Regions from separate parts of the Hordeum vulgare genome. Here region 2 is linked to region 1. Evidence: chromatin contacts called from public Hi-C data. All regions are on one chromosome and are shown on one strand. The core of a region is the stretch at or near the end of the contact, and the rest is flanking DNA. Distances in the headings are between cores, read along the strand shown.

Region 1 (3,297 bases), core at 102-2,601:
ATCACCGAACGTTAAGCGTGCGGACCCTACGGGTTCGAGAATGATGTAGATATGACTGACGCGCCTCTTCGGTCAATAACCAATAGCGGGACCTGGATGTCCATATTGTTTCCTACGTATTATACGAAGATCTTTATGTCGAACCACGATGTCAAGGATTCAGACAATCCCATATGCAATCTCCTTTGTCCATCGGTATGTTACTTGCCCGAGATTCGATTGTCGATATCTCTATACCTAGTTCAATCTCGTTACTCGCAAGTCTCTTTACTTGTTTTGTAATACAAGATCATGTGACTAACTCCTTAGTCACATTGCTTGCAAGCTTCTTGTGATATTGTATTACCGAGTGAGCCTAGAGATACCTTTTCGTCATACGAAGTGATAAATCTTAGTCTCGATCCATGCTAACCCAACAGACACCCTCGAAGATACCTTTAGAGCATCTTTCTAAATACCATAGACAGATCATAGTGTCCATCCATGCCAACCCAACATTTTTTAAAAATCTTTTTACCATTTTTTCTGAAATGTATGGGTTCGTTGATTTTTTTTTTCTCTTACTCATTGTGAGCTCGAGCTCACAAGCTCCAGGTCCCAACAAATACCACAATCTGCCGCGATGTTTAAGCACAAGCACGCAGCGTGGCTCGTCACTCACACCCCATCTGACAGGTTAATTAAACACTCGTAAGTAGGACTGGGCATTCGGTCTAACCGAACCGATCGGTTCGGTTCTACAGGTTAATAAGAATTTTGGTTTTTTAGAAAACACAGACCGACCGGTTCCTTCACATTTAAGAAACCGAATTATTTTAGAACCGGAAATTCGGTTCGGTCCTCGGTTACAACCGAACAAGACGGAAGAGCTTTTTTTATCCTACCACGATTTGTTGTGACAGCAAGTTGCATTGAGTAGGCGGATGGCTAGCTACTAGTAGTATTTGTAGTGTTACCCACACCTTCCAATCCTTCTCAATCCCAACTAAATCAAATTCCAACTAAATCCCTTCCAATCCTTCTCAATCCCCTTTTTATAGGGATTAACCGAACAAGGCCTTAATATAAATCTCTGACCCGTCTCTTCTTCACCGGCACCAAACGAAACACAACCAGTCGACCAAAAACACTGACGGCTCGGTGCCGCTGTACGTGTGCCCCCGCTGTGTCACGGGCTGTGCAACTTCAGCCGGGGCACCCGCACCTTCCAGAGACGTACGTACGTGTCAACCCTCCTGGCCGAGCCCGCGTCCCCGGCCGTCCCCGCCCCCACGTACCCACGCCCCCTGACAGGCCAGGCCGGCCCGGCCCTTGCCCCCACCCGTCAGCGTGCCACCACCGTCGCCGCACCCCGCCTCCCTCCCGTGCACGCAAGGCACCCGGGGGCGCCGAAAGCGACGGGGGGCGCGACCGCGTGAGCTTTAAACCCGCCCGGCCTCCCCGCCGCACTCCCCACCGCCGCTCGCCGAGCTCACCCGCCGCCGGAGCTGGACCGAGACCTCGGGGGAGCGACCCAGCGGATCGAGCGGCTACTAGGGTTTGGGTGCCGGATTGGTGGCGCGGAGCGGAAGGGGATAGCGGTTGGTGGCTTGGCGCCGGAGGGGTTGGGGATTTTTTGGATGGTCGCGGCGGCGCCGCGCTGGAGTAGTAGCACTGGTGCCGCTCCTCCTCCTACCCATGGGCAGGTCGTTCAGGGACTCGCTCAAGCTGCTCGAGGCCGACATCCAGCACGCCAACTCGATGTGAGCTCATCGCTTCCCTCCCTCCTGCTCCCCGTGTGCAGCTTGCTGCTGTTGTTTGATTGACCTCTGATTTGAGCTGGGTGGGGGTGTTGCGCTGGTACCAGAAGCCTCTCTTGTCGATCCAGGTCCGGAGTGGGGTGGCCTGTTCTGCTCGTGCTGCTGCCATGCCCGCGCAAATGTGATGGCACGCAGCGATTAATCCGTTGCGGTCTCCGTCTTGTTTACAGATTATATCGTCTGCCGTACACACCTTGGTTGCTTAATTTTTCTGCTAATCAGTGTATGCTTCCCGTATTGAGGATTGACACTCCAGATTTGCTGCTCCAGTTTTGGTTGATGGCATATAAAAAGTTAACTATACTTAGATTGCGGTGAGCTATCAAGGACTGGCAGCGCAGCTTCTTTCATTGACACGTGTCTGACCAATGTACTGCCTTCTGACCGAAGCCGTCATCATTGGCCTTGAAGCACTTGTAGAATACAGGAACAGCACTTTCTGAGCTCTCGTCATGAAATATCTCTTGTTGGTGTACGATGCAATTCTTCTCGAGTGACAATGTGGTGGTGGCTTCTTCATCATTATCGCATGGATTTTTTTTCATGGAAGTTGTCCACAATATCATTTTGCCAACTAGCTACGCATCATGCTTTGTTTACTATCCACATGGGCATCAGTTGCTCTGGATGAATTCACTATTATAGGTTCCCTCAAGCTTTAAAACCTGGTCAGGAAGAATGCTTTCGATTCCTCTGGACCTCCAACTGGTTAAAGAGGCTACTATTGCCTTACTCAGGCACCTGTATACAACGCGTAGTTTTCAGAATTTAGTTGTAATCTTAAAAAGATTGACCTCCAATGATTTTCTGAATATTGAGTGTAGGGACTGCTAATTGTAGTTACAGCCCAGGTATGGAATCATATCCTTAGCCAGTTCTCTTCTAACTTCAACCATGTTTTGACACCTCATATGATGGCACTGAAATGATTTTAGAATGTAAGTCTTGAACAATTATTATTTTGCTATATGGACTATGGAGAGCAGCATGCCAGGAAGTTTATTTGAGGAAACCGACAGGAGCAGCGCCATTTTTTTTATAGCCTTCCTGGTACACACACATGTGTTAACACGGTTAACCACAGGAATATTCTATGGCTTTATGTCATTGCTGGCCATTAACAACACGTTTGCTTCCTTAATTCGGATACATTCTATTCTGGCTTGCTATTCTCTGATAAAGCTGGCCAATGAAGTTCTGGAGTGGTCTTGTTTCATAGTTGTAGGGATATCATGATTATCCTGGTTTCTTGTGTGGATTATGATTAAGATTACAGCATATAGCCTTGCCTTATCTGTAAGACCACGGAACGTCATGAATGGACTAGGGAAATTTTGTGTAAACTGGGACCTCATTTTAGTTGATCTATTCTCTTCTGCATCAAGAACACATTGCTCAGTATTTTGTTTGGTAAAAACTGCAGTGCTTCTGAATTTCGAAGGGAATATGATGGTGCCTGTCTTCAGATGAGGATGTCATACTGTCCAGCTGCACACCT
Region 2 (3,153 bases), core at 110-2,609, 290 kb after region 1:
GGATGAGCTGAAGGAACTGGAGTTTCATTCTTCTTTACATTGCTCACAGGGCCAGCTGAAGGAACCGTTGCTTTGGTCTCCTTTAAATTGCTGGCCAGCCCAGCTGAAGGAACCGAAGCTTCAGACTTCACATTCTTGAGAATACCATTAGTAGGAGAAACGTCGGCAGGAAATCCATTGAACAGCACTGGTCCACCATTTGGTAAGCTAGATGTTACAGTTTCCTTCTGATCACTGCCAGCGAGATCCTTTGTATGGCCATAAGTTGGTTTTGGAGAATGGGCACAGCCTTCAGTGATGGCATTCGACACTTTCTCTAAACTTAGCACAGAAAAATTCAGTGACCCAAACTGGATCTCAGGTAGTTCCCATGATTTCTCCTCACTTTTAGCAGGCTGCCCCTGGAACAACTTTGTCTCATCCTCCGTGAAGGACCCAAACAACACGACCTGCATTACAGAAGAAACTATGATGAGAACAAATGACTACCTGAAAAACTTTGAGCACTAAAGCAGCCTGCTTTACATCCAAACAAGCACTGTAGCAAGATATCAGTGTTAACATTGCTAGAAAAACTGTACCAGTAACCTCTTCTATACGACTTTCACGCGGCTGTCTGGTCTAAGGAAACTCAACTCTGGATCCCATCTGATCATACACTTTTAAGCACTGATCATCTACGTAACCACCAAATAAGCCCACATCATCAGTGCTACGGCATCTAGTGCCGCAAGCATGCTTCACACGCACGGTAGCATCACATCAGCAAGGCTAGCCAGTGCTCCAAAACGGCAAAGCCGCATCAATTCGCTCAGGCCACCCAACCAGAAACCGTCCCCGCCGTATTTAATGCCGCGCCAGGGCACGGCGGCAGCATCGAGGACCAATTAAATCGCGCGATTAATCAATGCGAATGCGCACGAACGCCCGGGGCGAGCGGATGGATGGACGCATGTATGGGATGTATATACCTTGTCGGCGCCGCTCATCTCCGCTGCGGTGTGGATGCCGTGCACTGGGCGGATGTGGGGGTGGAGCTGACCGCGCGGGGACCCGCCTGGGAGCAGAGGGAGCCGAGGCGGCGGGCGGGAGACATCAAAGGGGGCGGCCGGCCGCGGGGGTGGTGGCGCCTAGATGCCGGCGGCCGCGCTGCCCTGCCGGCCACAGGAACGGCGCGGCGCGGCGGCGCGGGCGGGGAGGGAGCGGGCGATCGGTGGGCGGGGGGCGAGGGCGAGGTCGGCGGCGGAGGCGAGGGCGTAGGGTTTGGATTCGGTGTGGTTTAGGCGTGGGGAGAGAGAGGGGGGTTGGGAAGGAAGGGGGCGTGTGGGGGAGGGCTGGCTGTTGTTGCCTATGTGGGCGGCGACCCCGTGGTGGGCCGTGCCGCTGGGGTTTTATGGCCTCGTTCCGCAGCGCCGCGCGGTTTCATTGGGTGCCTGCGCCCTGCGATGCCGTGCCATCATTTTTCTGAATGCAAAAAATTCATTTCTGCTATTTTCGTCATCAAAATTCTCAAAACAAATCATTTTATATTAATATACAAAGGGCCCTCGGTACATACTAATCCGCTCAAAAAAAAGTAATATTCAATACCACATTGTCACCATATATATTGGCATTTGATTTGGGGTTTCTGTTTTAACAAGGCGAAAAAAGTGCGTGAAGTATGTAACTGCGTTATGGAAATGAACTTAGTTTGTGGTTTTGGTCTCGCGTTGAGTATATAACAAGAGGAAGAGTGCTAAAATGAATATCCATCTGTGCTAACATATTTTATTTATAATAGTTTATTATTATGAATCTGTGAGAGAAATACTCGGACTCCTTTAAAGTTTGTTTACGAGTGTTTTAGATGGCGGTTATGCTGCCTATGTTATGCTATTAATTTATCTAAACCTTAGTAGTGTGTTTTTACTCCCTAAATGAACAACACACATACTGTTGGTTTCTTTTAAAAGGGTTAGACTACATATTTTAGCTTTAGCTGATGTAGTTATTCTTCATCCCATAAATCCAATTGCTTAGAAGCATCGTATTAGATAGATAAACTTTTTAATGGGAATGCACATAAAAGGCTTCTGTCACAACTCGGAAGTACCAGACAGGAAATTGCGGTGGTAACTGGTAATAGGATATATACAATGACTATATAAAGAAGAAAATTGAGGAGGGCTACTAAATGTTTTGCACGGGATAACACAACATAGAGAAATGTCTCAAATTGATAAGCTTGGTAGCACCAGAATAATAAAAAAGGCACAACATTTCTGGTGATATAAGAAACTTGGTTTGAATCGTATGAAGACACTAACCCTGAGTGCTCGGTAGCATGGGAAGGAAAGATCCTAAGCCCTAAAGTGGAATTTTTAGGACTTTGAGCTTACGATCTTTCATGAAATTTTATACCAAATTACCTTTGTATGTGCTCCTCTTCATAATATGCTTATCCCACACTCGATATGAATCTTGGATTCATCAAAACTTGTAAAGTACATTCCGGAAGCTTGTTGTGGGCAGTAACTTGAAAACTTATAGGAGGGGTCACCAACGATGTTCCCCTTAAAGTCAAGGACTATGTACACGATTAACTCGATATAGATATTAATCCTCTCAATGGTTATGTCATAAATCATCAAAAATCCCAAATAGGGGGTATCCAAGAGATGCACATTCCAACGCCCCCCCCCCCATTGTTGATTGATGAGATCACCATTGAGTATAACATAAAAGTTTTTTTTGTTCTTCATGTTTGCATGCATTATTTGAAATTTTATTTTGGAATGCACATGCATGTGTCATTTCGTATTGTGGTAACATCAGTAATATGACACATACCATGGGAGTGCATTGTAGTGCATGGAAGTAACCGAAGATATAGCTTGATAATAAGAGATATCACTTGAATACAAGATGAAGAGTACACACAGAGAGAGAAAGAGAGAGAGAGGAAGAGGCTGATGCACGTACAACAATCATGGTCACAACAAGATAATGGAAAAATGACTAACGGCGTCCAAGCCAAGGGGTCTCTCACCATATTGGTCTCCGGCCTCGTGGACGTGTTGACGACCATATGTTGGTTCTGTTCTGGGCCGGATTGGGTGGCCCATGATGAATTACATGAAAATTTTGAAAGACTTGGAGTGCAATCCGGTA

What was found. Hi-C and Micro-C count contacts between places; a contact is called where the count stands out from the background.
Region 2: a Hi-C map of leaf shows a contact between it and region 1, with 6 times the contacts expected there. The contact joins the promoter of LOC123424875 here to the promoter of LOC123424871 in region 1. A contact is called at or near these places in 2 of 6 Hi-C or Micro-C datasets (both in leaf).

Annotation. Positions count from the first base shown.
Region 1 is chr2H:54,281,943-54,285,239 of MorexV3_pseudomolecules_assembly, forward strand. It overlaps LOC123424871 (E3 ubiquitin-protein ligase AIRP2-like), which reads left to right and starts at 1,352. Exons shown (of 5, transcript XM_045108563.1): 1 at 1,352-1,742; 2 at 3,223-3,297. The coding sequence starts at 1,678.
Region 2 is chr2H:54,566,997-54,570,149 of MorexV3_pseudomolecules_assembly, forward strand. It overlaps LOC123424875 (ubiquitin carboxyl-terminal hydrolase 24), which reads right to left and starts at 1,360. Exons shown (of 7, transcript XM_045108567.1): 1 at 972-1,360; 2 at 1-449. The coding sequence starts at 989.